3 separate regions of the Mus musculus genome follow, and regions 2 and 3 are each linked to region 1. A link is a contact called in public promoter capture Hi-C data. All regions are on one chromosome and are shown on one strand. The core of a region is the stretch at or near the end of the contact, and the rest is flanking DNA. Distances in the headings are between cores, read along the strand shown. Region 1 holds the start of Ccdc150 (coiled-coil domain containing 150). Region 2 holds the start of Stk17b (serine/threonine kinase 17b (apoptosis-inducing)). Region 3 overlaps Hecw2 (HECT, C2 and WW domain containing E3 ubiquitin protein ligase 2).

Region 1 (2,871 bases), core at 167-2,666:
GTCTAGTCTCTTCAAAGACAACATTAGAAGCAGAGTATGGCAATATATGTTTGAAACTATCATTCAGGAGGTTGAAACAGGAGAATTTTCTTGAGTTCAAGGCCAACCTAGACTATATTAACATGACTCTCAAAAAGTAAAAACCCAACAAACAAATAAACAAAAATATCCACCCAAACCAACCACAAAATTAGATGTTGAATGTGATGAATTTTCAATTAAAGAGAAACCGAATCTCTAGCTGATAAATTTATTATCAATATTGAAAATTTTAAATCCATTTCTCCAACTTTGCAATTGTTTGACCTAAATTCTTACTTGCCAGGTGATGGACACAAGAAGTGAAAGGCACCGACTTAATTCAGTTTAACTCTCTGACTACTGCCTAATCGGGAGACGTGAGCTTGTGAATTTTCTCATCTCACCAAAGCCTGAGGCTTTTCTGGGGAGTGCATACATGTGTCCTTCATCTGTTCTACAGAAAAATCTTGTTGAATGGAAGTGAAATCATATATACACTGAAAATTACCAGCTTTTTTTTTTTTTTTTTTTTTTTTTGCACTAATGCGTTTTCATTTTTATGTTTAAAGTTGTTTTTGAACAAAGGCATTTCTTTTCATGGGTCATTCACAGTCTTATGAATGTCTTAACAGCTGTGGCTCAATGGGCAGGTATCCTCCCCCCTGCTCAGGAGGCCCCAGTCACCAAAAGAATCAGAATAGCATTTCTGTCAAGACACCTGCGAAGTGACAACTCTCAGACTCAACTCTCAGACTAGGTTTATCAGGTTTATTCCCTCAGCCAGAAGGAAGAGCTTTGATTGCCCTGTGTGGGGTACCAATCATTTGGTCCTGTGTCCTGAAACTCAGGTGAAGTTGAATACCACGTTCTTAACTATAGGAGGGTTTTCACGAAGTGTAAACACTTTTAAGGCAAAACTGAAAAACATGACACCTTTTTTCTCCTTCCCCGGCTTTTCCCTTCTTTCCCTTCCTTCCTCCCTTTCCACCGGCTTCGTTTACCTGTCAACAAGGAATCAAAATCTACGCTGAAGAGACAGAAGACTAGAGAGTAGCGTCTGCGTGGCTTACTCTCTACCTGATCGTTATGAAAGAGGACCGAGTGGATTCTTTTGACAAGAACGAGCTGATTTTTTTTACATTCTTGTGTTCATTAACAAAATATTTGTTAGTTTCTCATAGTTCATACGTTATTTGGTCCTCTGGTTCTCCAACAACTGAAAACATCTGATCTTGGCCTCTTCTTGCTTCCTGCAGGGTGCGCCTAGTAATTAGGGCAAAGCCGACCCAATCGAGGAGAGGGCAGCAACTACGTTTCCCAGCGTGCTCTGCTGGAAACACAATGGAGTTTGGCGTCATCCGGGTCACGTGGTCTCGCGTTTCCCGGAGCACTGAGGGATTCCGGCCAGGGTCCCTCCCCAAGTGGAGGGCCCTGCTGGGCCGGGAAAACTACACTTCCCGGCATGCCTCACCTCGGGTGCGCCTGCGTGCCGGAGCAACCCTGCTGGCGAGCGGGTTGGTTTAAAGAGCTGTTTTAGTTCCATGGAAACAAACTTGCTGCCTGGAGGACCGAGCTACGGGCTGTTGGATGAATCAGGGGTGAGGCTGCCGGGCCCACACAGGAAACTGAGGTGGGCGGCTTAGGGGGAGAGACCACGCCTCAGAACAAGGTTCCTTTCCCTCCCAGCCCGAGTCCAGTCCGGCCCTGGAGACCTCTAGAGCCTCGGTTTACCTTGCTTCAGCACCCTGCCTGGCTGTGAAAACAAGCCAGGTTAAGTTGGCCTTGGTTGGACCACAGCTGCAGAAGGGTGGCCAGCCGCTGAGACCTCTACTTTAGTTGCTGTTCCCCATTTAGGTATACAGTTAGTTGAAGGTTCCTGGCGAAGGCTTTTTCAACATTAAGGCATGGTTTTCTGCCACTTGTTATCCTCCCTGGTTTGCTTCCTGGACGTGAGGCGTCTCCATTTGTATTTGTACACTGTTTCTTGCTTGAGCGGAGATAGATGTTTGTTAAGTATTGTCGTGTTTGGCACCCACAACAGCCAAGATACTATGCTAGGCTCAACAACACCAACAAAAGGATTGTAACCCTACGTGAATCAACGTGGGTCAAACACAGATTCTTGGGGTTTTGTTGGTTGGTTGGTTGGTTGGTTTGTGGACTTCCCCCGTGCTAGGGAATTATACACAGGGACAAATAAAGGGCTATTTTAAACTAGCTGCTTTCCAGGCACCATTTGGGACATAACACACACCCGTTTCCTTCCTCCGACAGAAATTGCATGCTCCGCGACAGTAAGATCCATTCTGATGCTGACAGCAGATATCTAGAAACCCTTTAGAGACATGAATACAAATGTGGTGTCTCTCAGTCTATGCTACAAATGCCATAGTACGATTAATGCCAATAACCCCTTTTGCACACGACTTGGTCCATGGTTTGATGAAGACAAGCAGGCACTTCACCTGCATAGGACTAAATTCTATTTTGTCATCTGAAGAGAGAGAACTGAAGCCAGAAGGTAGAAAGGAACATACAAGACCTAAGATGGGAGGAACCTGGGTTATTGCACAGCGGAGTGCCTGCCAAGACCATTTGGTAGTGTGTGCCTGTAATTCTAGCCTTGGGAGGTAGAGACCTGAGGAGAAGTTTAAAGTCATCCTCACATCGAGTTTGAGGGAAGCTTGAGCTACACAAGACCCTGCCTCAAACCTAAAATAAGTAAATAAATAAACCGTAATGAGATGCATTTATGTATTCCTTCCTTAGCAGACCCTTCCTGGTAAGCTTGTGTGTTTTTTGAGATCCCAGAAAGGCAGCTTTTTTCTTTTGCTGCCTCCTTTCTCCCTT
Region 2 (2,871 bases), core at 209-2,708, 470 kb before region 1:
TGGTGTCAAGAACCTTTCCCAGCAGAGCCATCTCCTGAAACTAAATTCTTACTTTAAAAAAAAAAAAAAAAAAAAATCCAAGAAAAACTATTACCAATCTATCCACATACAAAAAATTTTGAAATCACAGAAATATTACTTCTCTAACTTAAGCATACTGTCATGTAAGTAAATTTACTTTAATAGTAAACCTTCATTCCAGAAAATTATCTAAAATGTATGTGTATCTCAAAAAAACCAATTACTTGAAATATTAAAACTACCAAAAAATTAAATTAATATCAAAAAGATTAGGTGAAAAGACAGGTCTAAAATTTGGTCACGATTTCCATGGACTAGTGTTTTTTAATATACACAATTTTAAGGCACTGTGATTCAATTTTTATGAAGTTGTTGAAAACCATTTCTGGGCATCTCACTGTGAAGACTGTACCAATGAGAAAGGAGTTTATATCTCTCCATAATAAAACTGTGCTCCTGGAGTTCTAAATTCCATGTTACATATGCCTCCACTTGCCTCGTTACCTCTGCAGACCTTGCTGCTCAAGGCACAGCCTCTCTCCCAGTCTTGAACACTTAAAAAGTCCACACGGTATCAAACCTGCCGGCGAGGTTCGGTGTTATCGGTACCATGTATGTAAACATGACGTCAGCCAAACCCTCAGTGAATGTCACACTGCAAGCTAATGATTATGGTTGAAATTCCTAGGCTTTCAGAAGTATTTCTTAATTCCAACTTGCAAGCTGAAGCCAGCGCTTCTCTAGTCCCAGCACAGCCACGGCCACTAGCCACCAGCCGGCCGGCCGTGAAGTTTCTTTCAACTTTGTCTCCACTCATCTATATCCCGAGAGTGAAGCCAAATTAAGCGCTTTTCCCACGGTAAGGCCGAGTCGGGATAAAGATCCAGACCGTGGCCATGATGTGGCTGTCTAGTCTGAGGATGGGTCACAAGTACAGAAGAATTCCCACTGCTTTAAAGCCAAAAAGTCACGGAAACAGCTGTGGCTCCCCACGCCGGGACTGACAGCGGCCCACGCGATGACCGCAAAGTTTCTCCCAGGCTGCTGGCCGGACGCGTCCACCCGCCCCGACGTGAAGGCGTCCCGCGCCCACAGCACGCGAGCCCCGGAGCCACCCGGAGGACCACGTCGAGACGCCGCGGAGGCTATCGGGCATGGCCGCGCTCAGGGACGCCGGCTCTGGCCTTCGGGCTCGCCGCAGGGTCCCCGCGCCCCCACACCGACCGCTCCGCCGCAGCTCCGCGCCGTCGCGGGTTCTGCCCTCCCTCCGACCGGGCCACGGCTACACGGGCTCACCTCGCACTCTTCCCCACAACGGCTGGTCGCCGTCAGCCAGGCCCCTGTGAGGCGACTCCCGGCGGCGACCGCACAGACGCTGACCGACGCTTCTTACAGTTGAGGTTTGAAAAGTGCAGCCGCGTCTGGGACACTGTACTTCGACACAGACTCCGCCCTCTGCTGCCCAAGAGCCAATCGGAGCGATTACGGAGGGTGGGGTTGTCACGTGGGGGCGGGGCGGGGCGGCGGCCGGCAGCGCGTGCTGTGAGGCCGGGCCTCAGGAGGGGGGCGGGGAGTGGGCGGAGCGCCGAGCGCCTGAAGACTTGGTTGCTGGATGTAGCCTAGAACTGGACAGTGTGCAGGCCGGGTTGGGGGGGGGGGGGGGTCCGCGCCTCTTTTCCCACTTTTTCCACCTTCAGAGTAGTTCCGGGATGTGTAAGTATCGGGACACAAGAGATGAAAGAAGCCGATGTCCGGGCTCTTTGACTTGTGATGATTAAAGTTCTGTGTTTCAAATCTTCCTTGTCCTCTTCCTTACCTCCTGAACCTACCCTACAAATAGAGATTCCAGCTTGCTATGGGTTCTTGAAGCCATAAATAGGACTCCAGGATCCTAGTCTCTACAGCTGGATGTCTTAAGACACTAACTAGCTCAAGACACTGTAGGAGAATCTGAAGATGAACTAATTGCTGGTTTACTGTGGTAGGGGAAATGAGGAAAACTTGTACCTGCTCAATGCCCATTGCTACTTTCTTTCTTTCTTTCTTTCTTTCTTTCTTTCTTTCTTTCTTTCTTTCTTTCTTTCTTTCTTTCTTTCTTTCTTTCTTTCTTTCTTCCTCCCTCCCTCCCTCCCTCCCTCCCTCCCTCCCTCTCTCTCTCTCTCTCTCTCTCTCTCTCTTTCTTTCTTAGCAGTGTTAGAACACAGGGCCTTTCACATGCTTAGCAAGGGTTCCACTTCTAAGTTCCACCCCCAGGCCCCCAGATCTGTTAACTATTGAAGACTGTTTAAAAACTGAAAGTTTCGTGCTAGATACAGTAGGTTTACATACATATAAGATCCTAGGTTACTTATACGTTTATATGTAGCATCTACACATAGAATCTAGAACTGCTGAAGGGTACTTTTTTAGTAGGTATAAAAAACTATTGGGAAAAATTCTGTGAGTGGAACTCTCTTGCTTTTAGAACATCTTAGCAACCATTTTATGTTCTTCCCCTGTCACATTTAACCAAGATTTCTTCAAGCCATCTGCTTGCCCTTCCAAGCAGTGTATGTCCCAGGACACATGCATTTAAAGTTATCAAAACCATTTCATGAGGTCTGTGTTGTTATTTAGACAGGCCTCAGTATAATGTATTGATTCTTTAAGTGTTGTCAAATGGATAATGTTGCATCTTTTTAGCCAGGGAAGCATAAATGTTAAGGTGTCCACAAACCAATGAGATTGTTCCCATACTTTCTTCCAGGAAACAGCAGCTGCATCCAAAAGTGTCAGTACCAAGGCTTAGCCAGTGCCCTCTTGGAGTTCCTTGTGATCGTTTTTGGTGTTTAGATGTTTGTAACTGTTTTA
Region 3 (2,871 bases), core at 208-2,707, 320 kb before region 1:
AGCAAATCCCAAGGCCTAGCCTCTACTTTCTGACACCTAGTCATCTAATAAATCCATCATTTTCTTGTCAAAATAAAATGATTGCGTCTCCATTTTCTGCCAAAAACCACTAGTGATGCTAATGAGGGAAGATTTGCAAAAGCAATGTTTAAGGTAGAGAATGAGTGTTCTATAAGAGTTATAAGGAAAGGACTGTACACATCTGTTTTAGTTACTGTCTCATCTCCAATGCCCAACACAGTGCTTGACATTTAGTAGGCACTTAATGGATACATAATAACTAACTGCCAAACAAGAACCATTACGTGGAATAATTTTAACTGAGAAAAACATCCTCAATTCAACTCTCCCATATCACAGTTCAGAAAAGTGGCCTATGCCTCTTGGATCCTCCATGAAGAGTGTGTTCTGTACGGAGTGTGGGTCCCGGTTCTCCTCCTGAGTTTGTCCAGCCCATCCAGACTCAAGCTGCTTCCTGCTATGATGTATCATTACGAAGAATATGCTATACATTACTACTATTATAAAAAACAAACAACAAAAGACTTTCTCTAGATGCCCGAGGCATTCTCCCACTAATTGGAGAAAATGATAACCATAGGACCGTGACAAGTCTTTTGGAAAGGAAGCTGGCCATGCCATGGAAAATTTTACGGTTAAACAAATGCTTTAAAAAAAGATTAGGAAGTGTAGATTATCCCATAAAGCCCTGCCCTGGACACTATCACCTATTTCAGATAGCTGCAGTTCACCAAATGTGTAACTAACCAAAGTACAGCCCTTTCAAGATGTATTGATTACTCAATAGAAAACAATAATCAGGTCAGAAATTTTAACATATGCCAGTATCTGGTACGATGGCAATGCTTTTAGCCTGTTCATGGAAAGACATCTCACTTCTGACACTTTGTGAATGCATTTTGGACTTCCTTACACTACACACAGAGCTGGGTCTGTCTCTCCCGTGGGTGTTTAGCTCTTTAAAAGACTAACACAAACACCACTGACAAGCTCAAGCCATTCCTTGATCAATCTTGCTATCAGTACATAAATGGATACAGATATAGTACCTGAATTAGATGGTTATAATTAATATAAATCAAGTGAGAAATATACTAGCTTTATTGCAGTTGATTCCTAACATAATCATTCACTGTTGATACACGCTAAGAATAATTTCAAAAGTTCTCAAAATATATCTTCTAGAAGCTATAATTATTATCTTTAAAAATAACTGTCATGTCTCAGCTTTTTATCAGATAAACCAAGCTCCTAGAGTTTTGTATTATTGCTTTATTTTGTGTGGGCTGTCCACCCACCCTGGTCACATCTTCTGAAAATCAAGCGGAACAGAATCCATCAGAATCTGTGAGTTTGATGGGGCTAGAGGGGCCTCATAGTCTGAGTAATCGTTTTCAGATGAGGAAACAGAAACCCCAGAAACCTGAAGTGAATGTGGAGGGTCAGGTCTCCACTGGCAACACTTACAGGCAGAACTCAAGGTGTAAAAAGTGCAGTGAATATGCAGGGCCAGCTTCCCGGGCAGGGAACAACTACAACTTGTCCTCCAGATGTTTCAGAGAGCAGCGGGTCTAGAGCAGAGGGACTGAGCTCAGATCTCGGCTCTCCCACCTGCAGCCTGAGAGCCTCATCTCTGAAATGACTAGCATCACACCCTCCACCTCTGGGAGTTGCTGACACTATGTGGACAAGTCTCTGAAATAGTCTAACGATGGGCAGGGTAACAACCCAGCATCCGAGGGGGTTGCCCCCACTGCCGCTATGAGGAGGGGGCTCATATTACCACACATTCAAAAGGTTCTTCTGAAGTGAAAAAAAGACACACAAAATGACCTAATACCGCCCCAGAGTACTTGCAGTATTGAGTTTGCTAGTAGCCACGATATAAAACTATGTATTACATAACAATGGGTGGGGGCATGTTGTATTTCTTAACTACTCACAACTTACATAGACAGCTTACAGGAGTGAAAAACTAAATCTAAGTCTCCAAATAAGTTTGGTTTTTGTGTTTCAGGAATAAAGGTAGGCCCTGTGGATGGAATTTATCAGGATAAGATGAGGGTGGAACATTCTCATGAGAGGGTGTCACAGCAAGATTTCAACATGCCCTCGAACCAGCCGAGTAGCAGGAGAATGGTCACTGACTGCTATCTAGGTGAGACTTGGGAAAGGATTGATACCACAAGGAGGTGAATCATTGGAACAAGGTATTTTGGGTCCAGTGCACTTTATTGAGCATAAGGGCACTTATTAAAGAGACACATTCCACTTCTTATCGACAAGACACACCCAGGGACTACCAAGCTTCACTTCTGTCTCCTCAAAAACTAATCTCAGAAGAGAGGCAAGTGAGGGGCAGTTAGTTACCCAGCCTGCCGCTCCAGCAGCCTCTGCACTGGAATGGTTAGTTTCCCCAGGAAGCGTTTGATGATGGGCCGGCTCTTGGCAAATTTGTCTTTGATTTCAATTTCTAAGACATCAGTCAAAAGTGCAAAAAAGGAGTATTTCTGAAATTAAAAAAGAACATACAACATGTTGGCTTAGAAGACAAACACAACATCTTATCATTTTATATACAGAAAATGGTATCTCTTAAACTGATGGCACACAGAGTTCATATTACCAGTTGCTGTCAATTCTGTACTCAGATAAAACAAATGAAAGTCACGAAGATTCTTAAAACAAAAAAAGTTTAAAATCTGAGTGGCAACAGAAATCCTTTCATCCAATGATGCACTTCCTTGGGTTAGTAGTTACAGGCAGGATAGTATCAAAGATTAAATTATGCATAATATAATTTACTGAAGTAAAAGGGAAAATCAGTAATACTGATCCTGTTTCTATTTA

Evidence for each region. Promoter capture Hi-C pulls out the DNA fragments that hold promoters and counts their contacts. Capture Hi-C pulls out chosen DNA fragments and counts their contacts.
Region 2: a contact with region 1 is called in a promoter capture Hi-C map of adipose tissue, with 2.1 times the contacts expected there. The contact joins the promoter of Stk17b here to the promoter of Ccdc150 in region 1. A contact is called at or near these places in 7 of 39 promoter capture datasets (the 3T3-L1 cell line, 3T3-L1-derived adipocytes, cranial neural crest and 3 more), 2 of 484 Hi-C or Micro-C datasets (muscle stem cells and uterus), 1 of 115 datasets of contacts at active chromatin or transcription factors (stem cell-derived neural progenitor cells) and 1 of 9 other capture datasets (adipose tissue).
Region 3: a contact with region 1 is called in a promoter capture Hi-C map of embryonic stem cells, with 3 times the contacts expected there. The contact joins the enhancer-like site here to the promoter of Ccdc150 in region 1. A contact is called at or near these places in 11 of 39 promoter capture datasets (the 3T3-L1 cell line, cranial neural crest, embryonic stem cells and 4 more), 1 of 15 datasets of contacts at CTCF or cohesin (the NIH/3T3 cell line), 1 of 115 datasets of contacts at active chromatin or transcription factors (trophoblast stem cells) and 2 of 9 other capture datasets (liver and macrophages).

Annotation. Positions count from the first base shown.
Region 1 is chr1:54,249,267-54,252,137 of GRCm38.p6, forward strand. It overlaps Ccdc150 (coiled-coil domain containing 150), which reads left to right and starts at 1,417. Exons shown (of 28, transcript NM_030025.2): 1 at 1,417-1,619. The coding sequence starts at 1,563. Gm51622 (a long non-coding RNA gene) reads right to left here and starts at 1,347. Exons shown (of 3, transcript XR_003947818.1): 1 at 1,023-1,347.
Region 2 is chr1:53,783,757-53,786,627 of GRCm38.p6, forward strand. Stk17b (serine/threonine kinase 17b (apoptosis-inducing)) reads right to left here and starts at 1,459. Exons shown (of 8, transcript NM_133810.3): 1 at 1,318-1,459.
Region 3 is chr1:53,928,579-53,931,449 of GRCm38.p6, forward strand. It overlaps Hecw2 (HECT, C2 and WW domain containing E3 ubiquitin protein ligase 2), which reads right to left. Exons shown (of 29, transcript NM_001001883.3): 7 at 2,392-2,531. Among named protein-coding and RNA genes, the nearest start is that of Mir7681, 81 kb to the left of the region's middle. Within about 2 kb of position 1,458, at least 9 of the 459 cell types and tissues checked have an H3K27ac peak or open chromatin away from gene starts, as enhancers often do.